Linked DNA regions of Mus musculus: all the other regions are linked to region 6. The links are chromatin contacts, called in public promoter capture Hi-C maps. All regions are on one chromosome and are shown on one strand. The core of a region is the stretch at or near the end of the contact, and the rest is flanking DNA. Distances in the headings are between cores, read along the strand shown.

Region 1 (4,066 bases), core at 674-3,173, 2.7 Mb before region 6:
TCTAGAATGTGTCTCAAACTTTTTGCCCAGCTCAAGAATATCCTCTTTCATAAAGATTGGTTTTCTATTACAACCAGTCTCAAACCAATCTGATTTATTTATCAGTATTCATGCTTTTGGTTTGATATTCTTATACTAAAATGTTGGCTTGTAGCAAAAAAAAAAAGATGGAAATAAATATGTAACTTCTGAGGCTATGTTGTAAAAGACTTCACAGTTTCTGTCTTGGTAATGCTTGGGTCGCTTACTCTCAGGGAATCCAATTATCATGTTATGTGGACATTCAAGTAGATTTCTGGAAAAAAAAAATCTGTGAAAAACTGGGGCCAATCGTTTGATGATATGTGTAGTCAAGTCTTCAGGCAGCTCTGGCAAGAGACCCTGAGACAGAATTACCTAACCACCCTGTACCCAAGTTCCCAATCTACAGAATTTGTGGGTCGACAAATGTTTATTGATGTGGGTTAGTAAGCTTTGGAGGACAATTGATATGCAGCAAAAGATTTTACTAAGACACTGTGTAACAACTAAAAGCTGCTTTAAATTTTGTGGTAACATGAAGGGGCTAAAGGAGTTGGCTTCAGCTTCAAGTTCCTAAGGGCAGCGCCAAGGAAGAAAGGAAGTAAATGCTGTTAATCCCACAGGAAAAAAAAAAATCAGTCCCACAGATTCGAGGAGAAAGACCATCAACCCCAAACCATCATGGCCAAATTAATTAATCAAGCTTTTCTTGGTATGTATACATGGGCTGGACATAGGTAAGGTAAGATTGTAATAGTTCAGGAGTAGGGGGTTTCCAGATGAGGATTTGGCAGGCAAATAGGCATGTATTACCGAAGCAGAACATAAGCATACCAAGTTGGTCATAACAGCCTCTTGAAACAAAGACATGGTTGCAAGGTGGTTACAACAGGGTCACCATAATAACCTTTTAAAATAAAGGCATGGGGCAGTACAGAGCCATTTGTAGCTAAGGTTACAGGTGGGACATAGCCCAATCCTTGAGAAACCTAGTTTGTCTTTACTATAAGATGGCTTTTACGCCTGAGATGGAGGCAGTCTGGTTTATCAAGATTTATCGTGAGAAGTGAAGAGCTATACTGTTGTGGCCTTCAAATCCATTGGGAGAAACCAAAGACTTAGGCTCAATTCAAATTTATATTAAAATGAGTTTATGCTTACTGCTAGCAGAAGGAAGGCAGCTTTAGAGCCCAAACAGCATTCCATAGGGAAGGGGGACTAAGGATAAGATGGGGTTTTAAATTGGACATCAGAAAGGTGTATATTACAACTTACCACGAAATACAAGCTGGGCAGGAAAACTGTTTTACTTTCCTCAGTTGTTTCTCACCTTCCCGCTATATAGTAATTAAAAGATCATTTCATCCCTTTCCCATAGCGATAGTGAGTTTTAAAGAAGCAAAGGCAGCAGTTACTATCCTCACAGCCATTATCCTATTCTTATCTCACCTGCAGGTCTCTAGTACCTCCCAGGCATCCAACAGCCCTTAAGGGATCCCTGGCTCCACATTAACTTTCTTTAGTCATCACAGGGGACCTGTGTACATTATTTCTCAGGCAGGTCTGAGCACTCTAATGACAGGGATAGAGCAGTTCATTTCTGGGCACGGAAACCAGTGACATCAGGTTAGGGCCGTCTGTCATGTCTCCACACTGTTGGCAGCATTCCTTCCAGAGCTAAAGATCCTGCTTGCTGGGAGGGAAGGAACAAACTCGCTCACCCCAGCAGAAGCAGAAGCAGAAGCGTAGAGACTCAAGTGCGCCCAAGCAAACCCAGCGCCTGCGCCGTGCGCGCCTCGCCTCCAGGTGGCGATGTCGCGCGCCGAGCCAGCGATAGGGAAGCGCAGGCGCTCGGCCCTCCGCTCGAGCGGAAGGCTCTAGGGGGCGTAGTCGACCGAGCGGCGAGCGCTGGGGATTCCTCGGGAGCGCAGGCCCGGAGCTCCTTGCTTTCGGTTTCTTCCCGGGGCCGACCGAAGCTTGCGGTCCGACTCTCGCCATGAAGCTGCGCGTGCGGCTTCAGAAGCGGACCCAGCCGCTCGAGGTGCCGGAGTCGGAGCCAACGCTCGGGCAGCTGCGCGCGCACCTCAGCCAGGTCCTGCTGCCCACGTTGGGGTTCAGGTGAGCCGCGTCGCTGTCGTGGGGCTCGGGGGATGGCGCGCTTCGAGCGGTCACGTGAGGCCCGGGCCTCCCGGGTGTAGCTGCACTGGGCGCCTGTGACTGTGACGCTCGGCAGCTGGGTGCTGGCCGGGGTCCGGCTCCGAGAGACCATGGCCCAGCCTCCCCCGGGTGCCGCTGTCCTCCCCGGTGAGTAGTCACTTCCGGGGTTTCGGTCGCTGCGGCCCCGAGGGCGGGAAGGGAACTCGGGAAGCTTGGCTTGCGTTAAATCTCCCGGTGTTAACTTGAGTTTACCTCTGCGGTTGGGATAGTTCAGTGGTTAAATCGGAAAAGCATCGTGCTCAAGGTGACAAAAGTCTTGACACCTTAGGTCACTGTAATTTGTGCCACTGCCCAAGGCTACAGTAACTTTAAAAACAGCTGAGCGTGCAAGTGGCAGACTGCACCTAACTGTAACTTTCTCACTTTCTCACTGTAAGGGTTCAGGAAGTACGCCTGTCAGCGGGCATTCTCTGGGTGAGAATGTTGCTTTTTTTTCACGAATAGAGGCATGACCCTAGAGAGCTTACAGTTTCATGGCAAGTTGAAAAAGGATTAGGTTCTATTACTAATTTATGGGGTTCTATTACTAATTTTTGCAGATGAAGCGTCTGTGTTTCTGCAGAAGATAGTTTCAGGACATAGAGAGATAACTGTATGGACGACCCACTTCAAGTGCTGAGCTAGAAATTTGAACTAGTGAAGAAAAAAAAAATTAAAAAGATGGGCTCTGGGGCTTCTAAAGGGAAAAATTTTCAAAGAAAAACGTTTCCCATTAATTGGCATTTTAAATAAGCCTTTTCACTTTATTTGTAGGGAGTTAAGCAAAGTGAGACCCTGAATAGATTTTTTCACCCTTCCTCCCTGCTCCCATCCCCCCATTAAGTGAGCCTGAGCTACACCTTTATTCTAGCGCTCTGGAGGAAGAGGCAGGGTTCAAGGTCAGCCTGGTCTACATAGCAAGTTCCAGACCAGCCAGTGTTACATTGTGAGACCCTGTCTAATAAGATAATAATGTTAGCCAAACCATTAAAAAAAGAGCATTTTTTCATATTAAAAGAAAATATGTTGCTGTATTATATATAATATATATTTCCATATAATGGTGACCTACCCACATGTTACTTATTGGTGTAAAACCAAGTGTTTTCAATGTTGATAACAGTTATCTCTCCTCACACTTTGAGAATTCAATTTTTAAGGTATTTACAAGTAGTCTTACTTCTCAGTTAAGCAGGGCAGTTTTGAAAGGGTTGGAAACCCAAGAGCTCTGTTTCTCTTGCATGCTGTTTTCACAGTTGCAGTTGGTTAGGTGGATGGAATTTAAGCCTCAGCTTGTGAAAGTAAACTCATTTCTCTGAAATTTTGTTCATTTAGGGAACAGAAGAGAAGCTTTAAAATGTGTTCATGTGACACATTTGTTATTCTTAAAGAGTATTTTCTAGTAAGCAGATCAAAGATTGCATATATGTATATATGCAAGCTTCTGGAATTGTATTATTTTTGGTAAAATCACCTGACCCCCCAAAATGACAGAAAATAGGGCCTTGGAAAACACTTCAGAAAAGTGGGAGGGAAAACTGGCATTTCTGTTAAACAGACCGCTCCTTATCCCATCTACAGAACGAATTGTTTGCTTGGGGAGTCCCCTTTCTGCCAAGGTTGACATGGTGTGTCCCTGGGCCCCTGGCAGGTTTTCAGCTTGTTGTTGACCAGAACATTTTGCAAGCATCAGAGCATCTTATTTCCTGAGGAGTAGGAATAGTTTTAACTCCAGTAATGTCTCTTTAATGGATGTGTCTTAAGAAAAATGAATGGGGTTGGGGGTTGGCGGGTTGGCTGAGGCGTTTGATGCACCAGCCTGACACTGGAGTTTGAAGCCCCAGCACGA
Region 2 (3,753 bases), core at 7-2,506, 2.8 Mb before region 6:
AAAAACTGCTCACAAATTTCTGAGGCGATATGTCTATCATGATTTTGCTATTATATAACTTACGCATTATAAAAAGCATCATATATATATATATATATAATATGTATGTGTGTATAATATATATGTATATAATATATGCGTATATATATTATACACACACACACACACACGGATATAATGTACAATTTTCATGTGTCACTTAATAAATTAGCAAGACTCTACCAACCAGCCTTCCCTTCTTCCACACAACAAAGGAAAATACTGTTTCACTGCTGTGGACTTTTTCTCCCTAGTATACCTTGCAAAGTGGTGCAAGGCTTCTCTGTGTAACCAGTCCTGAATGGATCTTCCATTTCCCAGCCTCCAGGGATTATAGGCCCGAGCCACCAAGCGAAGCCTATCAGAAACTTTTTACTAAGACAAAGGACTGCAAATCTTTATTGCATTCTCATGGCATTTATGAGACGGTGTCACTTAACACATGTGCCAAAACCTCACAAGTGTTTTCTTCCTCAACGTTTATCGGAACTTTCGAGTACACACGGCGGTGGCGACAGCAGGCCCAGGGTTTCAGATCCTGGTCTCTGGCTCCCAAGCCTTCAGCTGAAACACATCATTCAGGCTGAGAGAAGTGGACTCGATACGAATTCAGGGTTGTCTTCCTAGATGGGTACAGATAAGTTACCCACCAACTCGGGGGTCCTCCGCCAAGAGCATATTAAAAGCTCGAATCATGCCGATTGTCGTTACGTTAAAACCCAGTTAAGTTTGGAGAATGCCATCTGTAAACGTTAACTAAATATCAGGACTCAAGAGAAACAGAGTTCCTGGCTGGCGGTGCCAACTTGGGAAAGTCCACAGAAATCTCGGAAGACCAGGAACACCGTGTCTGATGGTGCGTGGGGAAAACACGCGTGAGCCCCCACGCTGCGTCCGTCTGTCCTCGTGTGTGTGGACCTGGCGCGTGCAGTCTGCAGAGGAGGGAGACCTGGAACCCCGCAGCCCTGCGCTGGGCGGAGGCCGCCGGTTCGCGGCGGAGTCGCGGCCTGCAGCTCCCAAGGCCGCTGCCCCAACTCACCTGCATGTTGGGCACAAAGCCCTTCTTGATCCTCCAGCAGTTTTTATTGATCTTGTCCAAGAACTGTAGCTCATCGTTGTAGTTACGACTCATGGTGGCGGCGAGGCCAGCGATAGCTCCTGGCTACGCTTAGAAAGAGAAACCACCCCGCAGTCCACCCGCTCCACGCAGCGCCGCCTCTCAGGGCGCAGGCGCGACCAGCTCCGCTCCAGGAGGGAAGATGGCAAGCGCCGAGGCTCAAAACTCTTCGCGCGAGTCCTGATCATCTCGTTACAATGAATTACAGCGCTAGTCTTCACTTGCACTTCCCCCCCCTCTTTCTTTCTCTCCCTCTTTCTTTCTTTCTCTCTCTCTCTCTTCCTTCCTTTCTTCCTTTCTTTCTTTCTTTCTTTCTTTCTTTCTTCTTTCTTCCTTCCTTCCTTTCCTTCCTTTCTTTCCTTCTTCCTTTCTTTTCCTCTTTCTTTCTTTCTTTCTTTCTTTCTTTCTTCCCCTCTTTCTTTCTTTCCCTCTTTCTTTCTTTCTTTCTTTCTTTCTTTCTGTCTGTCTGTCTGTCTGTCTTTCTTCCTTCCTTCCTTCCTTTTTTCTTTCTTTCTTTCCTTTTCTTTCTTTTCCTCTTTCTTTCTTTCCCTCTTTCTTTCTTTCTTTCTTTCTTTCTCCCCCTCTTTCTTTCTTCCCCTCTTTCTTTCTTTCCCTCTATCTTTCTTTCTTCCCCTCTTTCTTTCTTTCTTTCTTTCTTTCTTTCTTTCTCTCTCTTTTTCCTTTCTTCCCCCCTCCCCCTTTCTCTCTCCCTCCCTCCCTTCACCCCCCCCCCTTTTTTAAAGTAAGATCTCGATACTTAGCCTTGGTGAGCCTATGTATCCGGGTTGGCTTCGAACTCTCACAGATACCCTTGCCAATGTCTCCTGACTGCTGCTATTGAAGACATACTGCTTTAAGAATGTTTTTGAGCTGCTCCTGAAACCTCTTCACCCTGGATCAGGTCAACTGCTATATAGAACATACAGTTTGGAGTTCATGCCCCATGAACATTAGTGAAACAGCTGAGCAAGATAAAATACTAATGACGTTTGCAATGTATCAGAATGAGATTGAAGATGTACAACAAACACTCCATTACAAAATGAGCATCCAAAAGAAGCATATCACAACACTGTATCATTTATTTCTACAAATGCTTGTGAAGGAAATCTGCTCTGGCCAGCAATTCCCTACAAAGATGGATAAATCCCTCTTTCAGGGATCACTGTGTTCCATAGCTTTGTTTGGACTGTGTCCTGTGTCTGTACCTTTAAACTTAATTGACTCTTGCTCTTGGGATAAGAAAGCTGGCAGTGATTTGCAGGATAGTCCTACCCTGTGAAAAACACCACCATAGCAATCAGGAAGACTTGGGTTCAGGTTCCGCCTATGCCATTACCACCTTTGTGTGATACATTCCTCTGTTTTCACTTCTATGAAATGGGATCATAATTATTCATAGTGGCTCTGAAGGTCACAGACATGAAACTGGAGGAGTAACTAGACCAGGATGTTAAGTACTTATACAGCCCTCTTCTATCCCCCAGTAACCTAAGGAGTTAAGCAAAGGGTGTGGTTTCTGTTCATTTTTACATATCCACCCTGGCTGTCCCACTCTCCTGCTCCCCTGTCCAGTCTCACCCTGCTGATTAATGACACTAATGTCAACTGTGAACTGCCTAGGTTTAATAAGCTGCACTACCATTTCAGTCAATCTTTTTAAAAAAAGATTTATTTATTTTATTTATGTGAGTACACTGTAGCTGTCCTCAGACACACCAGAAGAGGGCCTCAGATCCCATTACAGATGGTTGTGAGCTACCGTGTGGTGGCTGGTTATTGAACTCAGGACCTCTGGAAGAGCAGTCAATGTTCTAAACTGCTGAGCCATCTCTCCAGCCCTCATTTCATCCAATCACTGAAAGGACACATCCACAAACATAAACAAATGACACAGGACAACCATAGGAAAGATTTAAGGGGCTCTCGGCTCCCTTTTAGTATTGGTGTTTGTAGAACTTCAGTCTTTGCCGAAGTTTTAAAAAAATTAAGTCTTTTCCATTTTTCTGTCATATTTTATTAAAATAAATTCAGGACAGGAGCTTTCACACATAGATTCTGACATCGTTAGAAAACAATTTTAATTAAGCACAGGACAGTAATAGTAAACATAAAACATAAAGTCCAATAAAAGTAGAAAGTCTCTAAAGAGCAGACATAGTCTTACACACACACACACACACAGATACACACAGACACACACACAGAGGCACACACACACACACACACATACATACACACACAGAGGCACACAGACACAGAGGCACACACACAGACACAGACACAAACACAGACACAGAGACACACACAGACACACAGACACACACACAGACACAGACACACACACACACAGATACACACCACACACAGAGGCACACACAGACACACATACACACACACACACACACCTACCAATGCAAATACAGACAAGTTCCTTACAACCTTACCACCTGGTCGGATCCACATGCCTTACTCTTTCCCACAAAGGCTAAACACAGGCACACAATGTGCTTACACATGCTCACATACACAGACCCCACTCCCACTACCTTGTTCCTGTTCATCATTTTAACTGTCGACCTTACTCTAGGTCTCTC
Region 3 (4,291 bases), core at 1,474-3,973, 2.9 Mb before region 6:
GGAAGGCTCACCAGTCACCCTTATCTGGAGACTTGGAGATAGAAGTTTCTGATCTGGATCTTGGTATGGAGATCTTGAGGCATAGTGGCTATGGATTCCAGAAGATTAAATCTCCCAGTTCAAGGTCATCTAGGATTAAAGGTGTGGTGGAATGCACCTTTAATCTGGGCTACACCTTCTGCTGGAGACAATATAAGGACATTGGAAGATGGGAGTCTTGCTCTTGCTTCTTTGCCTGCTTGCTGTGTGAGACTGAGTAACTGCTATATATCCTTGGACTTCCATTCACAGCTACTACTGAACCACTGTTGGGAATTGGGATGTAGACTGTAAGTCATCAATAAATTCCTTTACTATATAGAGACTATCCATAAGTTCTGTGACTCTAGAGAACCCTGACTAATACAGAATGTAAACAGGAAACCTCAGGAAATAGGAGGCTGCGCGGGGGGGTGGGGGGGGACCCCAGAGTGCACCAGAGATCTGGGAGGTGAGGGGCTCTCAGGACTCACAGGAAGGGACCTTCGATGAAATGCCTGAAAGTAGGGAGAGGGAACTTATAGAGCCCACCTCCAGCAGGAAGTCAGGACATCAAATGAGGGATGGGGCTGCCATCCCACAGTCACACCTCTGACCCATAATTCTTCCTGTCTGAAAGAATTACAGGGATGGAAATGGAGAGGAGCCTGAAGAAAAGAAGGTACAGTGACAGGCCCAAAGTAGGATCCAGCTCAAGGGGAGGTCCCAAGGTCTGACACTATTACTAGGCTATAGAGCACTCACATGACTGCCCTCCGGAAACAACACTCTTTACAATAGCCACGAATGATATAAAATATCTTGGTGTAACTGTAACCAAGCAAGCTAAAGACCTTTATGGCAAGAACTTCAAGTCCCTGAAGAAAGAAATTGAAGAAGATAACAAAAGATGGAAAGATCTCCCATGCTCATGGATTGGTAGGATAGTGAAAATGGTCATCTTAGCAAAAGCAATCTACAGATTCAATGCAATCCCACCAAAATTCTAATACCATTTTTTAGGGATCTTGAAAGAGCATCTCAACATAAAATCGGATACACTAAGAAGTCTCATAGAAGAGAGTGAGAAATACCCTTGAACACATTGGTATAGGAGACAATTTCCTGGACAGAATGCTAATGGCTCAGATTCTAAGATCAAGAATGGATAAATGGGACCTCATGAAACTACAAAGCTTCTGTAAGGCAAAGGACATTGTTATTAGGACAAATTGGGAAAGGATCTTCACCAACCATACATCTGACAAAGGGCTAGTATCCAAAATTTGCAAAGAACTCAAGAAGGCAGACACCAGCAATCCAAATAACCCAATTAAAAAATGGCGTACAGAGCTAAACAGAGAATTCTCAGAGGAATCTCAAATGGCAGGGAAGCACTTCAAGAAATGTTCAAAGTCCTTAATCATCAGGGAAATGCAAATCAAAACAACTCTAAGGTTCCACCTTACATCCATCAGAATGTCTAAGATAAAAAAAAAAAACTCATGAGATAGCATATGCTGGTGAGGATGTGGAGCAAGGGGAGCAGTCTTTATTGCTGGTGGGAGTACAAACTTATACAATCACTTTGGAAATCAACTTGGCAGTTTCTCAGAAAACTCAAGACCCAGCCATACCACTTCTGGGCATGTACTCAAGAGATGTTCCATCATCCCACAAAGATGCTTGTTCATCAATGTTCATAACAGTTTTATTTGTAATAGCCAGAAACAGGAAACAACCTAGATATCCCTCACCTGAAGAATGGATAAAGGCATGGTACATCTACACAATGGAATACTATTCAACTATTAAAACCTAAGGCATCATGAACTTTGCAGGCAAATAGATGGAACTTGAGAATATCATCCTGAGTGAGATAACCCAGTCCCAAAAGGGCATGCATGGTGTGTACTCAGTGATAAGTGGATATTGTCCATAAAATACAGGTACCATGGTCCACTTCACAGAACCAAAGAAACTAAACAAGAAGGAAGACTCAATCAAGGAAGCTTGAATCTCACTTAGAAGAGGGAATAAAATAGTCATAAGAGGCTGATGGAGGGAGGGAACTGGGAGAGAGGGGAAATGGGGGATTCAGGATCAGGCATGGAGAAGAACAGGAGAGATAGCTATATGGCCATGAAAATGAATGGAAATCTGCAAAGTGGGGGGAAACCTGCATCTCCAGGACGAGACAAAGGCCTGGGATAAGGGAGGCTCCCAAGAATCAGTGGGGGGTGACCTTAGCTGTGACTCTCATTGGGGATGTGGAACCTGAAGAGGCCATCTCCTGTATCCAGAATGGAACTCCAATAGAGACACCAACCCACCCACAAAACTTTCAACTCAAAATTTATCCTGTCTACAAGAAATGCTGGCATAGGGGAGGGAGCAGAGACTGAGTGAATGGCCAACCAATAACCATTTCAACTTGAGACCCGTCCAGTGGGCAAGCACCAATCCCTAACACTATTAATGAAACTCTGCTATGCTTGCAGACAGAAGCATATTGTTCTCTGAGAGGCTCCCCCCAGTAGCTGATTCAGACAGATACAGACACAGCCAAACAGTGGATGGAGCTTGGGAACTCTTATGGAAGAATAGGAGGAAGGAGATAGAAACTCCACAGGAAGCAGTCGTAGATTTGCATACGGCCCCGCCCATCTCATGCAAATTCCCCTCCCCTTCCCCTTGGCGCCTGCGAGTGACGTCAGCGAGCGCCCGCGCCTGCGCGTTGTTCCCCTCCGCGGAGCTCAAGAGTAGTGTCTCCCAGCTCCCAGGGCTCCAACCTGCGCCGGGTTCAAACCGAAGATCATGAACCGCAGCCGCCAAGTGACCTGCGTGGCCTGGGTCCGCCGCGGCGTGGCCAAAGAGACTCCAGACAAGGTGAGGCCTGTGTATGGGGAGATGCCACGGCATGGCCGTGGGCTCGGCCCCGTCTGGGGCAGCACGCGCCCAGCAGGAGCCACGCGATGGGACCTGCCAGGTTGGCCGGGACTGTAGCCATGTGAGGTGTGGCTCCGGTGACCCGGGCGAGCAGAGACCGCGCGCCCCTTCCCTGCCCGGAGCGGGAACCCCGATCCCATCCCTGAGATGCACGAACACGTGGACTTTTTGTGCACTGGGAAGGGGCGGGGGTGTTTGCTTGTTACGAGTTTCTTACGGTGATCCGGATAAAACGTTATGGGGCAGAGAGAACAAGGTGTCAGTGTAACACAGTATGAAGGAAGTTGTACAAAAGCTGGAGACCGTGGCAAAGGAAGCCGGTTACTCAGGCGGTTTTGTTCATTACACAGTGTTTTCTGCAAGCCAAGCGGAGCCTGGAGTTCCGGGATATGTTGGAGCGATATAGGGCAAAGCCCTGTTCTTGACTTTCGGGATGTCAGGGGTTGTAAGTGTCCTAAAAGAAGTGAAGGGGTTGCTATGGGTGTAATTGTCTGAGTAGTGACAACTCGATATGTGATAGACGTGGGAGTGGCCTCGACATGAATTTACATGCGGTGAGGGATGGAAATACTCCTTATAGGTGTAAATTCTACCAGAGTGCAGGTAGTGTTTAGTCACTGTTTTCTCTGGTGTTTTGCCAACAGCAAGCAAGCAGTGTATATTTATAGGATAGGGACAACACTTGCCTTATTAAAAATTCTCCAAAAGAAAATTGTTTTCATTTTAAAAGGGCCATACACAGCTTTCGAAGTATTAAGAGAGTCTTAAAAATCCCTAGTTGTCATGCCCCAACCCCAAGCAATACAAATACCTTTGTGTGTGTGTATGTGTATGTATGTATGCCCATGTTCATGTGTTTGTGTATGTGTGCGCTGTCTGATTGAACCCAGCGTTAGTCAATCGAGATAGAGTGGCTGGCCAAGGCACCAGAAATTCTCGTCTCTGTAGTCCCTAGTGCTGGGATTACAGGTGTCCCCTACACTACACCCAGCTTTTGAGTGGCTTCTGGGATGGAACTTAGATCCACATGCTTGCTCAACAAAAGCTTTACCGACTGACCTCCGGCCTTCCCCGGAGTTTTTCAGTCTTTAATTTCTGGATCTTTCTCAGGCAGAATTGAATGTCATTCTCAGGGAGATTCTTGTTATCTCAACGTTTTTTGTTGTTGTTTTGGAGACCAGGTCTCACTCTGTAGCCCGCTGTGGCCTCAGACTTATGGCAATCCTCCCGTGTCAGCCTCCTAAATACTAGAGTTATAGGTGTGAGCCACTGAAGATCTGGAGGCTCTTTAGTAGAAACTGAGCCGTTGATTTACCTTCATGTG
Region 4 (3,954 bases), core at 1,247-3,746, 2.2 Mb before region 6:
AGTCCAAACCATCCTCATTTTTTTTCCCAATGTCATACAGTGACACAGAGAATCAATGGCGTAGAAAAACATCCACGTCCTCCCCACAAGACCAAGATGCGTGTTACCTCCTAATGTCCAGCAGCCAGGAGTTCTGACTGCTTATAGCTCATATATGTGTCTCTGTTTAGAAACTGTTTGGCTGACGGGACACCTTAAGTTGAACCCCTCGGTGGGCACACCATACTTACTGGCTGGTTAGTGTGGCTTTCGAAAGCCTCAGAGGGTAGCCTGAATCTGCTTTTCCCCTCCGTCATGGACCAGTGTCTACCTGTGCCTGGCCCCACTACCCCCACTGTGTATTCACTTGAACGGTAGAGCAACTACTGGTACCCAGACATGCACCAGTTCTGTGTCCATTCCAGCTGCCGTGCTAAAATATCACAAAGCAACTTGGGTAAGAAAGGGTTTATTTTAATTCACAAGTTCAGGCTACAGACCGTATTTTGGGGGTATGTCAAGCTGGCAGGAACTTGTGGGAGCGGATCATAGCTACAAGCAAGGCAGAGAAAGAATAAACACTTGCCTACTGTCCAGCGTCCTTCCTCCATACCTACACCATCCAGGACTCACTATCAGAGAGGAGCATGGCTCACCATGAGCTAGGACTTCCCATGAATCAACTGACAAATAAAGGCATTATCTGACAGATGTACGTACAGGGCAGTCTCATCTAGACATCAATCCCTCATCGAGATGTTATTCCTTGGGCATTCTAGGTTAAGGCAAATTAACAATTTAAAAGTGACTAGCTTAGCATCTCTGACCTTTTAAACAAGGAACCTTGCTTATGACAACTAGGTAAAATAATCTCCTCACACACACACACACACACACACACACACACACACACACAGAGAGAGAGAGAGAGAGAGAGAGAGAGAGAGAGAGAGAGAGAGACCCACAAGGTCAAAAATGTCTTTAAGGCAAATAGATGAAGTGGCTTTCTGGTCTCACTTCCTAGGAGCCTTTTTTATTGCCGCTATACCAGTCTCTATATGGCAACCCAAACAGCAGCCCCTTGGCCCTGGAAGATAGAAAGGTAAGCCCAGGTAAGGCAGAAGTTCTCACACAGGGACCAGGCATCAGAAAGTGAGCACAGATGCTCTATCCAACTCCCCAAGGGCTATCCCCGATGACAAGATAGAGGCCACAGCTTCCAATACAATGACAGGAGCAAGCATCACATGACAGCATCTCCCTGCCTGAATTCATGCCCAGAAGCTAGGGTTACAGAGCCCCTGTCAGATAGTCAGCCTTAAGGGGCCAGAGTATTTGCAGCCACGTTGCCTGAAAACCAGCTTTTCACAACTTACTAGCTTGAAGATGCCAGCTCCAGTCACTGTCCACAGAGCTAGCAGAGTGGCTGTGGGATCAGCTGGAATTCTTTCCCAGCCTCCCGTGTCCTAGGATAAACTTGTCAGGCTGCATGCATCTCTAGATTGTGTACATTTTTGGCTAGCCCCTTCTACCTTGCAGTTTAGGTCCCATCTGCAAGTCCTGGTTCTACTGTGCAATCTGCTGTTTGATTAGCTGAGATTCTGAGTTCTTCACTTCTTTCGTCTGCACATGGGAAAATCTACCTGAAATTCTTCCTGTCCCTGATGCCTCTGATTCCACAGCTCTCAGGCTGGCAAACTCTCCAGTCTCTGTGTGTCTTCCAGGCTGCATCACGACCCACCCACCTCTTGCTGTCTGCACTACACCACACTGCAATCCCTCCTATCCTATCATCCCTGGTAGGCCCCAGCAACTCCTGAGATTCCTTTAAGGCCGCTAGAGCTGAGAGCATAGTGTCTGGCTTACAGCCAAGTAAGTCATGAATAAATAACCAGGGCGCTCCAGCAGTGTTAGTCTTAGCCTGGCCAGGAAAACCCTCCAAGGTTTTTTCCTTCGTCTCAGGATAGCTGGAAATAGAAGACTGCGCAACAGATCTGAGCCCCAGACCCAAGGCAACAGGTCCTGAGGGACCTGCCTAGAGCAGGTGCTGGGATCCAGTGCAGAGCACCAGTATCTGTTGTGGTCTCAGCTTCCCAGAGGAAGCTCTTTTCCGGGACAGGTCTGGATGTTGGGTTGAATACCTCAGTAGTCATAGCTTTGAGGGCCCCAGGGTTCCGGTACTCTACAGGGACCAGTGCTAGGGACCGGCAGCAGCAGCCTGGGACCGGAGGGTGGCACTCCGGGCTCACGGAGCACCTGCACCCCACCAACATGCAGCATCAACATTCGGCTAACAAAAGAGAGAGCTTATGGGGAAGTAGCACTGCCCGAGGACGCACCAACAGCTCGGATTCGGGGTGAGTGCTCCCTAAGGCCAGAAAACCCACCTACTCCACTTTGCCTTGGCTTACCGACAGTGCCAGCTACGGTGGCCCGTGTGTACCTCGGACTGGCGCCGCCAATTACAGGATCTGCGGGAGCGCTGCAGCTTGCGCGCTCTGCCTCTGCCCTGCACAGTACGTGAGCGCCTCCTCTGGGCAGACTGGTCTCCCTACGCCGGAGAGCCCATTGGCTGGGCCAACAGGGGCCCTGCATCCAGGCCCGCCCCTCAAGCCCCTCCTTTCTCAGTCTCTAGGCTTTCCCTCGCCAGCCAGGTAGGGAAAGTTGCTAGAGCAAGCAAGCTTTGCTGTTGCTGGCCTCAAGTGGCCAAGTGGACGATCTTTCTTCATCCCAGGAGGATTGAGATGCCCCTCAGGGAGTGTGAATAATGCAGTTCAGTATCCTAGGAAGCCAGCTTGGAGAAAGTCACCTGACTTCCCTGGGCCTTAGTAGGAGCTTCTGAGAGACCAGTGAGTCAGCTGTCAGCAAATGTCATAGGAGTACAAGCACAAGGAGCTAAGCTCTTACCCTGGCTGGGGATGGCATGAGGAGGAGTTGGTTACATACAAGTGCACAAACAAAAGATAATGTCAGCTTGCTGTAAACTGATAGAGATGTGTAATGAGAACACAAAAGGGATGTCGGGACTATGCCAGGCCTCTCCATAGAGGAGATTTGTGAGATGAGAATTAAGACTACAAGGTTAAAAGAAATTACAGATTGGAAAATAAGGCAATTGAAAAGCTTAACCAGCACAGAATGGGAGGATATTTGGCAGGTCCCTGTCTCATGTGTCACTTCTATGCCTCAAGGTCCCTCAGAAATTCAAAGCAGGTCTCCTTTAAGGCTCTCTGTCCTCCAGTATTTGGTTTGATTTTAGAGACAGGGTTTCTCTATGTAGTTCTGGCTGGCCTGGAACTCACTATGTAGACCAGGCTGGCCTCAAACTCATAGAGGTCCACCTGCCTCTGTCTCTTGAGTGCTGAGTTAAAAGACACGTGACACCACATCCATTTCTAGCTGCAATATAAAGACCTATAAATGTAGTTATTTAAAAAAAAAACACCACTGGTGTTAAAGGTGCACAGAAAAAGTACTTGGAAAAATGGAAGGGGAATTCTTGCCAGGACAAGAATTCTAAAGAACCTTCCGTTTCTAAGGAAGGAAGGAGTTGGACAAAGGTTTAGAAGAGAAGCCAGGCAAATTACTGCACGAGTACTTATGTTTGATTGCACTATATATAAGAAAAGGTGCAGATTCAATGCAGGGTCAGTGTTTGCTGAGCAGTGCTCAGTATACATCACCAAGGGTTTTTCCATTAATGGTATTCTTCCATCATGCCCTGGAGGTCAGTGCCACTTAGCATTTTTATTTCTGTGCATGAACCTTGAATAATGAAAGAGGCCTACAAACAGTAATCAGCCCCCGGAGAAGCAATCCCTTTGCCCCTACTGTTCTCACCTGAAAGGTTTAAATTCGGAGAAACAGCAGATGATTTCATAAATCTCTGGGTTTGGCCCTGTAGGTTGTACAAGGACTTGTGAGGTAGAAGATGCCAAGTCATTGCTTCTCAACCATCAGCAGCAGCAAGCTGAG
Region 5 (4,375 bases), core at 1,739-4,238, 2.4 Mb before region 6:
GGGACTTGGAAATACATTTATTCCATGCCCTGGCCTGGAAGACAGCCCTGTGGATGTGATGCAGATAGAAGCTAAGGAATCAGGGTTCACAACATGAACTTGGCTCTGCCTCCAGCTGAGTGTGGGACACTGGGTAAATTCTTTCTTCTGAACATTATTTTTCTCATGTTGAATATGAAGTTCAACAGTCTCGGAGCAACTTTGTATCTTCTTCAGATGCCTGAGAAAATACCCCCTACAGGTCTACCCTCTGAATTTTGATACATAGGAAGTGAACATGCTCTTAACGTCTCTAGAAAAGTTCCAACAGAGGGACTAGGTGAGCCAGTTAGGTTTGAGGACAAGCCAGGTGTTGGTTGAAGCCTCTTCAGCTCGCCCAGTGTCATAAATTTGTCATTGTTCTCAGCCACCAGAAGAGATAAGCAAAGCTGGTATCCCCATTCTTACCCAAGCTCCAGGCCCATTCAATCTTGCTCACTAAATAGACTAGCAGAAGCAATCCTTACACACTATTAGCCCAGTGAACAACCTAATGTCCAGATGGGTGGCTTCAAGGCACACCTGCTGGAAGGACCTACATGAGGACTCAGGGAGCCCCGTCATCTTGTTCCTAGGATCATGACTACGCTGACCTTGCAGAGGTGAGCAGAGACGAGCAGTTCAGCTTAGGCAGAAGAGAAAACTCCTGACCAGAATGCTGTAGGTATCTCCTGAGGCCCTCAAATTCTGAGTGAGTCCGTGCTGAAGAATCAAGGGAGAAACAAATCCAAATCAGCAGCTTTCAGGATGGAAAATAATCAGAAGACACCCAGGCTTTGCTAAGGAAGTAGCCCCCAGAACAAGACACACTTCAGACGTCCTCTCTTAGGACATCTGCTCTGTGACACGTAGCGCAAAGTAGCTGCCTGGCGATTGTCTTGCATTCCAGAAAGGCTTTCTCTTGGAGGAAAAACAAAGGGCACTTTGGACAAAATGGTCTTGCAATAGGAAAGCAGAGAAGAGAGGCCTCTAGCCTGTAAGATGTTAAACCAAAGGGATTTGTCTGTAAACCCTTCTAAAGTCTTCCACATGACTGGCACGGTGCAAGGTTCAGTGAATCTCTCAGATTCCACCAAGTATGTCCTCATTCAACCTAGTTCCTCAGAGTGGCCCCATTAGTGCCCATGGCTCGGGCCTCAAGTGACTGACTGCCGGCTACTATCTACACTCAAGTTTCTTGGGACTTTCCTATGGCTAAAAAAGCAATGCTGCAAATAGCTGATACTCGGCCTCAGCGTGTCAGGAAAGGAAACCATATAACTATATTCCTGGAGCCGGGGCTAGAAGAGTAGTGAGAAGGCCAGAGCACCCTGAAACAGAATTAAGGAGGGGAGGGGCTTCAGAGCTGAGTGGGGCTAAGACAGAAAGATGTGGGAGCTAAGATCTCTTCTGTATAGCTGTAATACTTGGGTGGAGGCTTCTTGGAAGCATTTGGGAGGCTGAGGCAGGGGCATCGAGAGTTCAAGGTCATCCTGGACTACTTAATGATACTCTGTCTCAAAATAACCACAGCATCAACACACAACAACCACAACAAGGGCAGTTAAGTCAGAAATAATGTTACCATGTTGCCTTCTGCTTCTGCCATAAAAGTTTCTTCTCTTGGGGATAACCCAAGGGAGTCCCTTGGATTTTCCTCATTTGTTACAAGTTTACAGCATTCTGCAGCTAAAACACAGGTCTCCTTCAAAACCAGGTAGGAGAGAGGGGAGAGAGATTACTCTAAAAGAGTACTATCGGTCAAAGGGATGCTGAGTCAGGGATGTACATCCCTTTTGGTAAGAAGAGCCAGCTAGAGAGTGTGGTGGGAGCATCCCTTTCTGGGCCTGCTTCTTCAGCTGGAAGGTACACAGGACACCTGTTCTCACTTTCCCCAACTAGAAGGAATATGTGAACACAACGAGATGGAGTATGGAATCCTGCTTTTAAAAAGAGAGCATAGGCCAGGTATGACGCTGCACATCTGTAACTCTAACAGAAGCCTGACTCAGGAAGATCTTGAGTTCAAGGTCAGCCTGGGCTACATAGTAAGACTATGTCTCAAAAAACAGCATGAGCACACACACACACACACACACCCCAATTAAGATGTTATTTAAAATGGGTTGGTAATAATGTTACCAATATTGCTCTATAGGTGGTTTTCTCTAAGAACTGGTTTTATTCCACGTACTGATTGCTTTACCTCAAATGTTCCTTGCAGAAGGAAGGATTGCTGTCTGCCACCAGGGAGACCAGCTATCATACTCCCCCTTTCCCTATATTCTTTCCTTCAAAGAAGACCCAGGCCTTTGTGATTGATGTTCTTCTGGCATGATGTCACATCTTTTACTGTCCCACAGAAAACAACGCCCTCTTAGTCATTCTAACCTAGGTCTCCAACTATTCTAGTTTCCTCATCATACTAGCACAATCGCCCTGGTTGCAAGGGCTTGCTTGACGTCCAGAACAGGGTCTGTTGAATAATTCCACAGATCCATTTACCCCCAATGGCAATTACCACAGCCATCCCACAAAGGCAGAGGTGTGTGTGTGTGTGTGTGTGTGTGTGTGTGTGTGTGTGTGTGTGTTGGGGGTGGGAGGTGAGGGAAGCTGATGTCCAGCGGTTTCCTCTTACTCCCTGCTCTCTCTAGGAAAGATAAGAAGGTGAAAATTTCTTTGAGGCTTCCTTCTTGACTTTTTCCAGGAGGCGTGATCAAGGACTTCAGGGTGCGGGCCACCTGGGGCCCTTGGAAGAGATTATGCAGGAAGGCTGGGTGGCTGGGACTGAATCCTTGTTTAGGTCCAAGGCTCATAGAGAGGCGGTGGGCGTAGGGCGAAGGGGCCGTGGGACGCCGCTGTAGCGCACACCGGCCCAGGACGCGCCCAGCCCACCCACTCGCGTGCCCACAACTGCATTATTCCCTATAAGGATCTGAACGGTCCGGGCCGGCTCCGCCCTGTCGCCCCGCGCCCCCCGGCCCCGCCCCCTTTTTGGAGGGCCGATGAGGTAATGCGGCGCTGCCATTGGTCGGAGGGGGCGGACCCCGAGCTCCCGAGGGGCTGGGTCCCCTCGCGCCCCTATATCACTCTGCAGCCCTGGACTCTCGCTCACAGTGGGCAGCGGGCAGCCGCCAGCGCCAAGAATCTTCTTCTCCCGCTTCTCCGCTTCCCGATCCTTCTCCGGGAGGCCACTCGTTGGCTCCGCGGACTCGTGTTCCAGCGACCCTTGGCCACTTAGTCCTGTCCCGCCGGGCTACTTGGAAGGCACTTCCCCGGAGCTCATCGTTGCCCACCGTGCACAGTGCCCGGTTAAACCCAGCGAGTGAGCTCGGACTGTAGCATCAGCGCTAGCGCTCGGCAACTTTGAAGAAAAGAGCGGCAGTCCCCGCAGCGGACCACAACAGCTACCATGACTCCCTGGCTTGGGCTTGTCGTGCTCCTGAGCTGCTGGAGCCTTGGGCACTGGGGCGCGGAAGCGTGCACATGCTCTCCCAGCCATCCCCAGGATGCCTTCTGCAACTCCGACATCGGTAAGTGCTCCGGAAGACTCAGTTTCCCTGGGCGGGGACTCTGTGTGGGGAGATGCCCTGCAGAGGGAACCCAACCAGTGGCCTAGTGGTCTCTGGCGGGCGAGCGTGAACGAGGTCCTGCTTGATATCTAGAAAAATTTCCCCATTGCCTTGAAGGGAAAAGAGCTGGAGAAGGAGGGTGAGAGATTCTGAAAAGTTGGAACGCTAACTGAAGTTCTGGGACCTCGACGACACTTTACAAGTTGTAGTCTGTGCGGGTGGAGTTGCGAGAGAGAAAACTCCTAGCTTCAAAGATTGCTTATCTCCCGCGCCCTTGAACTTCATTCTTTTCCTTGAGAAACTCAGCCTAGCTGCAGGCTCTCCCGGCAAGTGCTAATGGAGCTTCTTGCCTGCCAAGTTTGGGTGGCTGGAAAAGGGGGGAGGGGGAGATGAAAAAAAAACGGGGAGGGGGGGGGCGGAAACTGTGGGATTGCCCTCCTCCCTGGGAGAACTGCATCAGAGTGTTGATAGCTGGCCTGAGGTGACTGTGGGGGAATCACTTATCATAGAGCTGTGAAAATTCACAGGAAGATATATTTTTTCTTCCCCCGGAATGTTTGTGAGGAGGGAGAGAGTGAGTATCATCGGAGAAAGCAGATTTGTCACCAAAAGAGCAAAGCTGCCAAAGGTCTCATCGCTTGTGGTGATGGTCTCAAAGAGACTGTGCTGATTAGAGGGACTTGATAAGAAGTAGAACCCACTATCCAGAGGAGTGTTGGGGACATTAGTGTTTGGAGGGCTCCAGGGGAAGTGGAAGCTGGCTACTCTCTTCTCCAGCTCCTTAA
Region 6 (4,034 bases), core at 856-3,355:
TGGGCACACAGACACTCAAGAACTATAAAAAATAAATCTACATAAGAAGGTATAAAATCAACCTGAATAAGCTTATTAATGTGGAAAATATGATGCGAATGTACAAATGCACATGCTTAACAATAACTAGCCAGCCTTAAAAAGGAAATAATCTCACGTATAAAATGAATGTAGAAGTCATCCTGCTAAATGAAATAAGCTTAGTACAAAAATCACACATTTCCACCTACGAGGGCGTTGGAAGGTTTAATTCATAAGTAGAGTCTATGGAGACAACTCCGAAGCCGAGAGCGCAATGGTGACTGTCAGGGGATGGAGCAGGGATGCAGATACATCAGTAAGATGGTACAGATTCTTTTCCAACAGGATGAACAAGTCCCTTAGATGTATAGTCACAGCATGATGACCATATTTAATAACAATACACTGCCTATTTGATAATTGCCAAATAGATCTTCAGTGTACTCAACCTACAGGAAAAGGGAATATGAGGGTTTGCCTATTTTCACGGTAATCATTTCTCTCTCATGCATATGTATGTATGTGTGTGTGTATATATATCTATATATACCTATATATCTATCTCACACTGTGCAACATACATATAATATTTTGTCAATTAAACCCTAGTAATGCAGGCCGGGAGGTGGTGTTGCACGCCTTCAATCCCAGCACTCGGGAGGCAGAGGCAGGTGGATTTCTGAGTTCGAGGCCAGCCTGGTCTACAAAGTGAGTTGTAGGGCAGCCAGGGCTACACAGAGAAACCCTGTCTCGAGAAAAAAAAAAAAAAAAGCCCCAATAATGCTAGACTAAATCTTAGGCAGTTTGTAAATTTCCAAAAAGATGACCATTTTCATTATAAACCAGAACATAATAATGCAATGTTTCCATGTGGAAGAAAACTTCCTAAAAAAGGGCTATTATTATTTCCGGCGAAAACTCAAGAGCTTGAGATAATTGTACTTTTCTGTTTTGAGAAACTTAACAGAAAATAAGCCAATTTTTTTGTTCATTTTCTGCATTTGAAGTACTCTTCAATGACATCTTTCGCCTGAGATTCTTGGCCAAAGTCCTTAACCACCACACAGCTGCAACCTATCACTTTCCGAGGTTTCCCCTTTCGATCAATTTTGCAGAGGCCTACCCATTCCCCCAGCTTCTTGTTGTCATCAACCTTAATTAGGTTGATCTGGTGCTCAGCACAGAGGGTTTCCACCAACTTGATGTACATAGGTTTATCACAATTGGATGCAAGCACACAGAGATGGGCTTGGCGCTTGCCTAAGGCTTTGGCAGCTTCGTGAATTCCTCGCGCTAGGCCATCGTGGACCAGGGCGGTCTTCAGCACCTCTTGCAAAGCCGTATTGACGTCCATGACAACTCCAGCAGCAGTGCCTTCCTTAGCCATGGCGTGGGTTACAGGTGGATCCGACCTGGAGCGCGCCTCGAGCCTCTGAGAGGCTGCGCAGAAGCAAGACGCGTTTCTAAGAATTTTAAGAAACACCAAACCCTTTCACTATCGAAAACTACCTAACTTCCAACTCAAGTTGCAGGAGGCAAGAAGTTCCCAGTTCTGCGGAGGCGGAAGGGTGGTCGGTCAGGTGGCCACCCAGAGATCAAAAATTAGACACCTCGGGTACGAGGGTGCCCCGTGTTGGTGGTATGCAGTGACTGCGGGTGAGCTTTCTCGTTATTATTACGTAACCCTGGCTCCTCCTGCGGGAATGCATTTAGAGGAAAGTGGACCGCCTCCGCAGATGTGCAACCACCGGGACGCTGCAACCAGCGCCAGCATTCTGTGCCTTCGCTTTATCGAGCTTTTATTTTCCGTTGGCCGATTCGCCACTTTATGATATCAGAATTTAACACGAAAAAGTCTCATTTTAATATTTGAGAAGGCCTTATTGTCCAGAAAAGTGGAATCAGGAAACACTTTTGTCTTAAATTTTTTTTTGTTATAGTTGTGGCGTTCATTTCTGCTACGCTCAGAGCGCCTGGGAGTTGCATCGAAAGCGCCGACGCGGACGCCCAGACCTCCGTGTCCAGCGCGCAGTCGCAGTGGCCTTTCGCCCCGGCTCCCGCCCCCGCTGGGTGGACGACGTGGAAGTTGCTGGCCGACCAGGCTTGGAGGAGTCCGCTTCGGAACCGGAGTCCGGGAGTAGCGGAGGTGGCGGCGCCCAGGCTCAACTAGGAGTCGCTGCCGAGTCCCGGCCTGTCTCTGAGGATCGGCGAGGGCGCGGCGGCGGTTCATCATGGGTGAGGAGCGTGGGAAGGGCGTCAGGCGACCGAGGGGACCGGCCGGGCCGCGGGGCAGCTCTTCGCTACCTTGGCTCTTCACCTGCAGGGAGATTCCGCCTCCCGGCTCGGTCCTTTGCACCCGCGGGGTCCGGACTGATCCCAGCCCGGCCTTTTCCCCTCATCCTGCATCCCCCATCTCGGTTGGGTAGGCGGAACGGGGCGTCGGGTGCCTGGCAGCCAGGCAGCTGAAGGTTCACCGAGGTGTCTGATCCTTCGTGGAAGCTTGGTGGCATCGGGGTGGGTGTTGGGACTGCGTCACTTCTGAGAAACCCGAGGACCGGTGTTGTTTGTTGATCCTTGCGCTGCTCCTGTCTGCTCGCCCGCTGTAGTTAGCTGTCCGTAGATATGGTGGATGGAGTTAGGTGGATTGTGAAGTCCGGTGGGACAGGGAGTGAGATGTTCATGTCGCTTCGCTGATTCGCACTTCTCCAGGTGAGGGAACTACGGTAGACGTCCGAGCGCACCCGACGGTGGTGATGCTCCGGTACAGGTGGAGCTTCTAGGAGTTGCAAAATCTTCGGTTTCTGTCAGTATTTACTCAGTTTTCTCAGAAGTGTGTGGATCCGGTGCATTATAGTTCCGTTCGGTTCTCTGTAACCTTTCGGCGTTGTTTTTCCAAATCTAGACGTCTAAACGGGCAAAAGGACTTTGTCAGGTCACACCCATTCTTTCTGTATACAGCTTGCTCCGTGTTCGCTTTTCTAGAGTGGGCAGCTTTAATTCTGCCATTCCCCTCAAATAGCAAAGTGTAATATCTCTTCCTTTCTTCCTCCTCTCCTCTCCTCTCCTCTCCTTTCCGTGTGCGTGTGCGTTTGTATGCCTACAAGGGAGCGCTGTTGGAAGTCAACCCTTAGTATGCTAGGCAACGCCCTTCTGCTGAGCTGTATAGCCCCAGCCCTTTTAAAACTTTGAGATAGGATCTCACTAAGTTGTCAAGTCTTGAACGCAACTCACTCTGCAGCCAAAGGTGGCCTCAGACTCACTGCTATTGGTTTAGCCTCCTATTGGACCACTAGCCAAAAGGCCTTGCCTTTTATTTTTAAAATTGTGTGTGTATCCGTGTATATTATATGTTGAGCATATTCTTCATATCCCCCACGTTTCCGTTTTCTCACTTTCTATTGTGAATCTTTTTTTTTTTTTCCTCCCTTTAGTGACTTTTGAAGGCAAAGTATTTGTGCCACAAATGCTTTTACATCTCAGGGTGCCTTGGGTACATAAAGGTTCCTGGGAATATTTTATAAAGTAGTGAATGTCGGGGTTTTTTTTTTTGTTTTTTTTTTTTTTTTTTTTTTTTTTTTTTTTTGTCTAAAATATGAGTTTCTAATGCACTCAGGAAACAGAGGCAGGCGGATCTCTATGTGAGTTTGAGGCCAGCCTGGTCTACATGCTGATTTCCAGGGCATCGAGGGCTGCAAAGTAAAAGATCCTATCTCAACAAATACTGCCCCCAAATAATAATAAGCAAGCAACAACAAAAGTGGTTTGTTGAGGCAGTTCTGTGGGTTAGTGGAGAGTGCCCTAAAAGTTTATATTGGTACTGCCACTGTACAGTGAGTGCTCTGTCACTCAGAGCACCCCATTGTGCCGCTTTTCCCCTGCCTGGCGCTGTGGTATCTACGGGTAAGAAGGAGACTGCACTAAGTTACCGTGTCCTTATTCTATTGATGAGAAAATGAACTGGACTCCTGAGGGGCAGTGTCTAAATGTCTGATGATGTGATCTGACTGCCTGAC
Region 7 (4,391 bases), core at 1,706-4,205, 2.8 Mb before region 6:
GGCCTCAGAGGGCACCTGCACACACTGCATAGGCATAGACACAAACACATAATTAAAAGAAAACATTTTAAATATATGCACCTACACTAGTTTCTAATCAGAATTTAGAGACCACCATCTTATCATTTACAGAAGCTAGCCACCCTTCTTAAAGGAGGTTAAAGGAGCTCTCCAGTGACCTCCCATCCTTACTCCACATTTACTGCAGCAGGTTCTTCCTGTTCGCCTAGGGTACCTAAGAAACAATGGGCAAGTGATTTACTCCTGCCCCTCCTAAACCTCACACGTGGAGGTTGTATGATGGTAAATCAACACTCTCAACCACAGTGGACTTGGAATCACATAGGCACACGCTTCTGAGTGTGTCTATGAGGGTGATTCCACCTACATTCAATGGGGTAGGATCCTGTATTAGGTAAAGTGAGGAAGCAAACCCATGCCCACGTTCCTCTCCGCTTCCAGATTATAGGCTGCCACATGACTGCCTCCCCCACCAGGATGGGCTTCATCAAAGTAAACGGTCTTCTCTTAGGTGGCTTCTTGTCATGGATTTTGTCATAGCAACCACACTGCTGATCGACTTTGTTATTCTTCTTTAATTAACATACATGTACACGGGTTGAAAGGGCTGTGGATGTATTTAGTGGTCAGGAGGTAGTTCTCAACTTCCACGTTGGTGAGGCGGGGTCCCTCTTGTTGCTGTGACCGCCTGTATCCAACTCCCATCTCCCAGAGGACTGCTAGAATTACAGATGCACATTCCTGCATATAGCTTTTTTATGTGAGCGATCGAACTGGAATTGCCAGCCTCCCTACATAGCTGCTTTTATTCACTGGGCCATTTCCCCAGCCCTGGGATGGTACCTTAGTCCCCTTTTAACGATAAGAAAGCCTAGATTTTGAGGTTTAAAACAAAAAAACCACCAACCCCCCTGCTCCCCCCCAACACACACCAAGTTTAAAATCACCTAACTAGTCAGGGGTACAGCTGAGTTTTGAAGTCAAACCTAATTTAAGATTTCCACTCTCTTAGCCTAGAAACAAATTACAAACAAAACTGTTCTTGCTTTTTTTCCGAGTCCTGTTTACATTACAACCTGGCTTAACTGTGGGGTATAAAGTTTTTCACAGACCTATTTCTAGAATTACACTCCATCTATATGGTAATCATAAAACTAGCTTTTGGACATCAACTACATCCAAAAAAATGTTCAAGCCACGCCCACTCATCACCCAGAGAGACAGCTAGAACCACATGGAAAATGAGGTACACTATCTGAAGGACCAAAGATCAACAAAAGGATGTTACTTCTCACGAAGAATGGAAACTCTGTGTAACCTAAAGAAGCCACTGCTACTTTAGCAAAGTCTCTAGGCCCCAGCTAGTTTAAAACAGACTTCTCTAAATTCTCCCACCTGCAACCATACCTAAAATACAACCATCACTGGAACCACAAGGCCTAAATACAACATACAGATTACAGTAACTTATTAGAGCAGAGTTAAGTGTGTGGCTTCACCTCCTATTCTTAAAGCTCCTGAACGTCTATACAATGTCATCATCAATAATAACTCGTGTGAAATTCTGGACCTTCTCACACCCGTTCAAACAAGACTTTAGTAACAGAGGCTCAGCAGATTTCTGTTTGATGTGAGTCCCCAAAACGTGATGGCCTCAACAGCCATAAACCAAAGGTCACAAGTACTCAAAGACAGAAGACACCAGGAAGGAATGCTGCACACAGTGACTCCCAAGGGACCTTCCCCTTCAACAAGGCACAGCCATTCTACCAACCTCATATCACCGTCCTAAGAAGGCCTAAAGGATACTGAGTTCTTTCTGTCTTGTCACTGTGTCTTCTGCCAATTATTCTTAGCTGTTTTTATGTTTCTAACTGACCGAAGTTGATCAATTGTTGGTTGCAAACCTCGCGCTGTTTTCTGGAAATGACATTTAAGAAACTAACAGGAATACAGCCACTTTACAAAATGCATCAACCAGCTCCAATAATTTCAGTCAATACGTTTTCTCTTCCCCGCTATATTGACAGCCTTTTAAAAGCTTTTGGGGGCGGGGGGGGGGGGAACCCAGCTAAATACTGCTCCGTCTTTACTACTCCGCTAACACAGTACCTTCTAGTTCAGGAGACTTGCACAATTTAAAAACTTCACCTCCGCACTCCACCATCCCTGGCTACAGTAACCCGCAAACCCCCAAAGGTGAAGAACTATGATACTACAGTAACATTCCAAATTAAAATAGCGAAAGCTAAAATACGACAGGAAAGAGGTGCCAAGCAGCTAACAATGTACGGCTACTCAGAACAATCACCCCAGGAACCAACTAGTACTCTGGATATTTCTATTGGGTTCAGGTGCTCAAATCCATTTACGCGTCACACGTGTGGCCCGAAGGCACCCAAACAAAGACTGAGTCTCCGGCGGCGTCCGCCCCGCTCCCTCGGCCCTGCCTTGGGGACCTGCCCTGCTCACCTGCACGTCCAGGGCAGGGGGCCGGCGGCTGCTAGGTGCGCGATGGGGCCGGTGTCACGTGCTACCACATCCCGCCGGTGGCCGCGCCTCCCCGCACTGCCCGACGTCTCCGAGGGCCGGCGGCTGCGCTCCGCGGCGAGGGCCCGGCATGCTGGGCGGCGCCCGGGGCTGTTTTCCCAGAAGCGCTGGCAGCCGGACTGGCCGACCTGGAAGAAGAGAAGAGCGATCAGCCGTGGCCTTTCCCTGCCCCGGGCCGCTCGAGCCCGCCCCGCCGCGTCGCCCACCTGAGGCCCGCGCTGGGGAGCACTGGCCCGGCCGCCTGGCTCGTCATCGGGCCGAACGTCGGCCCGGACGCTCCTGCCTCCCGGGACCCCGCGCCCGGTTTACAGCTCTCCTAACATTTCCCGCCCGGCCCCGCCCGGTCAGGCCCGCCGCCTTCACGGGGCCGCACCCTCGGGGGCGCCTTTCCGGCTTCTCAGCCACTCCGGGCCCGTTTCCGGCTTCCCAGCCACTCTGCGTCCGTGCTACCTGCCTACGGCCTGCGCTCCGACCCGCTCTTCCGGGGATACGCACCGCCCCCTCTCTGCGTGTGGAGAACCGCAGAGCCCCGGGAGTGGGCGGGCTTAGAGACGCTCCACCCAGAGTGTTGCAGCTCAGCTGGGTGCCGATCCAATCGAGGGCCGAATAATCGCTCCGCCGTTGCTAGGAGACCAGAACTGATACACGTGCTAGGGGTGCGTTCTGAACTCCAACGTTCTCCAGACTCTGCTTTTCTGTCCAGATGGCATGGCCTCAAGTAGGGAAGCATGAATCCACATAACACAACGTTTTTAAATATAGGATTGGGCCAGACGGCGGTGTGGCCCAGGAGTAATCGGGTTTCGATTCTGAAACTCTTTTACCCTGTGTGAAGTTTCCCTGCTCCCACATCATAAAAGATGATGTTGGGATTTGTGCAGGTGTTTTTCTTCTCTCTTTGCCTTCCCGTCCCTTCTGCACGGACAGGCACAGTGCTTACTTAGAATAATCATTGGAACCACAACATCTGCTCGGTAGCCAACTTTTGACATAATGTTTATTCATATGAGTGGGTGGGTGGATGTGAAAGCAAATGTGCATGTGTAAAAGAAGTTAGAGAACAACTTACACTCTCTTTCCCACATGTGGGTACCAGGGACTAAAGAGCCTTACCCTCTTTGCCACCTTGTCAGTCTATTTATGGCAATATCCCATACCCCACAATTCACTAATCATACCTAAGTATTTACCCAATACAGAAACATATACATGTGTGTATGTATGTATGTATGTACAAAGACATATGTACTAAGTTCCTTGCAACTTTGTTAATGATCTGTCATCAACCAATAAAGAGTTGCACTGAATCACCGTTGTGGAGCCCTAGGCAGCAATAAAAAGTAACAAGCTATTTGCATGTAGGTAGACCTCTAGAAGCTTTCTACACTGAGCAAAAAAACATCAGAAACAAAAGACTAGAAGTCTGTATAAAATTCTAGAAAAGGCCAAGACTTTACTAACAGCTCTGATGGATGTTGGAAGTTAGTGATAGGTGAAGAGATGAAATTGCCTATATAGAAAGACAGACATGAGGGACCATTTTGGATAATGGTTACATGCCTGTATATGTTTATAAAGATTGATCAAATAGTAAAGATTGGTGAGTTTTGTCATGTGTAAAAATGCATTTAAAAAGTAAGAGGTGGGGCATAGTGGTGCACACGAGTACTACCAATACTTGAGGATACTAAGGCAGGAAGGTCAGAAATTCAAGGTCATTCTGGTTTACATAGTAAGTTCTAGACAGACCTGGCATCTTTATAAAGACAATATTTAATTAGGGCTGGCTTATCCGTTCAGAGGTTCAGTCCATTATTATC

What was found. Promoter capture Hi-C pulls out the DNA fragments that hold promoters and counts their contacts.
Region 1: a contact with region 6 is called in a promoter capture Hi-C map of liver, with 7 times the contacts expected there. The contact joins the promoter of Fbxo7 here to the promoter of Arl1 in region 6. A contact is called at or near these places in 6 of 39 promoter capture datasets (the C10 cell line, hippocampal neurons, liver and 2 more) and 1 of 115 datasets of contacts at active chromatin or transcription factors (astrocytes).
Region 2: a promoter capture Hi-C map of liver shows a contact between it and region 6, with 8 times the contacts expected there. The contact joins the promoter of Rtcb here to the promoter of Arl1 in region 6. A contact is called at or near these places in 4 of 39 promoter capture datasets (hippocampal neurons, liver and pre-B cells), 1 of 115 datasets of contacts at active chromatin or transcription factors (large pre-B cells) and 2 of 9 other capture datasets (adipose tissue and liver).
Region 3: a contact with region 6 is called in a promoter capture Hi-C map of hippocampal neurons, with 9 times the contacts expected there. The contact joins the promoter of Pwp1 here to the promoter of Arl1 in region 6. A contact is called at or near these places in 6 of 39 promoter capture datasets (the 3T3-L1 cell line, the C10 cell line, hippocampal neurons and 2 more).
Region 4: a contact with region 6 is called in a promoter capture Hi-C map of liver, with 5 times the contacts expected there. The contact joins the promoter of Syn3 here to the promoter of Arl1 in region 6. A contact is called at or near these places in 2 of 39 promoter capture datasets (hippocampal neurons and liver) and 1 of 115 datasets of contacts at active chromatin or transcription factors (astrocytes).
Region 5: a contact with region 6 is called in a promoter capture Hi-C map of liver, with 4 times the contacts expected there. The contact joins the promoter of Timp3 here to the promoter of Arl1 in region 6. A contact is called at or near these places in 1 of 39 promoter capture datasets (liver) and 1 of 115 datasets of contacts at active chromatin or transcription factors (astrocytes).
Region 7: a promoter capture Hi-C map of hippocampal neurons shows a contact between it and region 6, with 14 times the contacts expected there. The contact joins the promoter of Prdm4 here to the promoter of Arl1 in region 6. A contact is called at or near these places in 4 of 39 promoter capture datasets (the 3T3-L1 cell line, the C10 cell line, hippocampal neurons and 1 more), 1 of 115 datasets of contacts at active chromatin or transcription factors (embryonic forebrain) and 2 of 9 other capture datasets (adipose tissue and liver).

The regions. Positions count from the first base shown.
Region 1 is chr10:86,020,006-86,024,071 of GRCm38.p6, forward strand. Fbxo7 (F-box protein 7) reads left to right here and starts at 1,924. Exons shown (of 9, transcript NM_153195.2): 1 at 1,924-2,139. The coding sequence starts at 2,018.
Region 2 is chr10:85,956,537-85,960,289 of GRCm38.p6, forward strand. It overlaps Rtcb (RNA 2',3'-cyclic phosphate and 5'-OH ligase), which reads right to left and starts at 1,257. Exons shown (of 12, transcript NM_145422.4): 1 at 1,079-1,257. The coding sequence starts at 1,171. It overlaps Bpifc (BPI fold containing family C), which reads right to left. Exons shown (of 16, transcript NM_177772.4): 16 at 3,155-3,753.
Region 3 is chr10:85,869,108-85,873,398 of GRCm38.p6, forward strand. It overlaps Pwp1 (PWP1 homolog, endonuclein), which reads left to right and starts at 2,724. Exons shown (of 15, transcript NM_133993.3): 1 at 2,724-2,907. The coding sequence starts at 2,836.
Region 4 is chr10:86,496,400-86,500,353 of GRCm38.p6, forward strand. It overlaps Syn3 (synapsin III), which reads right to left and starts at 2,497. Exons shown (of 14, transcript NM_013722.3): 1 at 2,391-2,497.
Region 5 is chr10:86,297,424-86,301,798 of GRCm38.p6, forward strand. It overlaps Timp3 (tissue inhibitor of metalloproteinase 3), which reads left to right and starts at 2,989. Exons shown (of 5, transcript NM_011595.2): 1 at 2,989-3,551. The coding sequence starts at 3,431. All of the region lies in intron 6 of Syn3 (synapsin III), which reads right to left.
Region 6 is chr10:88,729,309-88,733,342 of GRCm38.p6, forward strand. It overlaps Arl1 (ADP-ribosylation factor-like 1), which reads left to right and starts at 2,106. Exons shown (of 6, transcript NM_025859.3): 1 at 2,106-2,256. The coding sequence starts at 2,253. It overlaps Gm4925 (predicted gene 4925), which reads right to left and starts at 1,793. Exons shown (of 1, transcript NM_001037166.2): 1 at 233-1,793. The coding sequence starts at 1,408. The coding sequence ends at 1,010.
Region 7 is chr10:85,914,031-85,918,421 of GRCm38.p6, forward strand. It overlaps Prdm4 (PR domain containing 4), which reads right to left and starts at 2,956. Exons shown (of 12, transcript NM_001302886.1): 1 at 2,778-2,956; 2 at 2,494-2,699.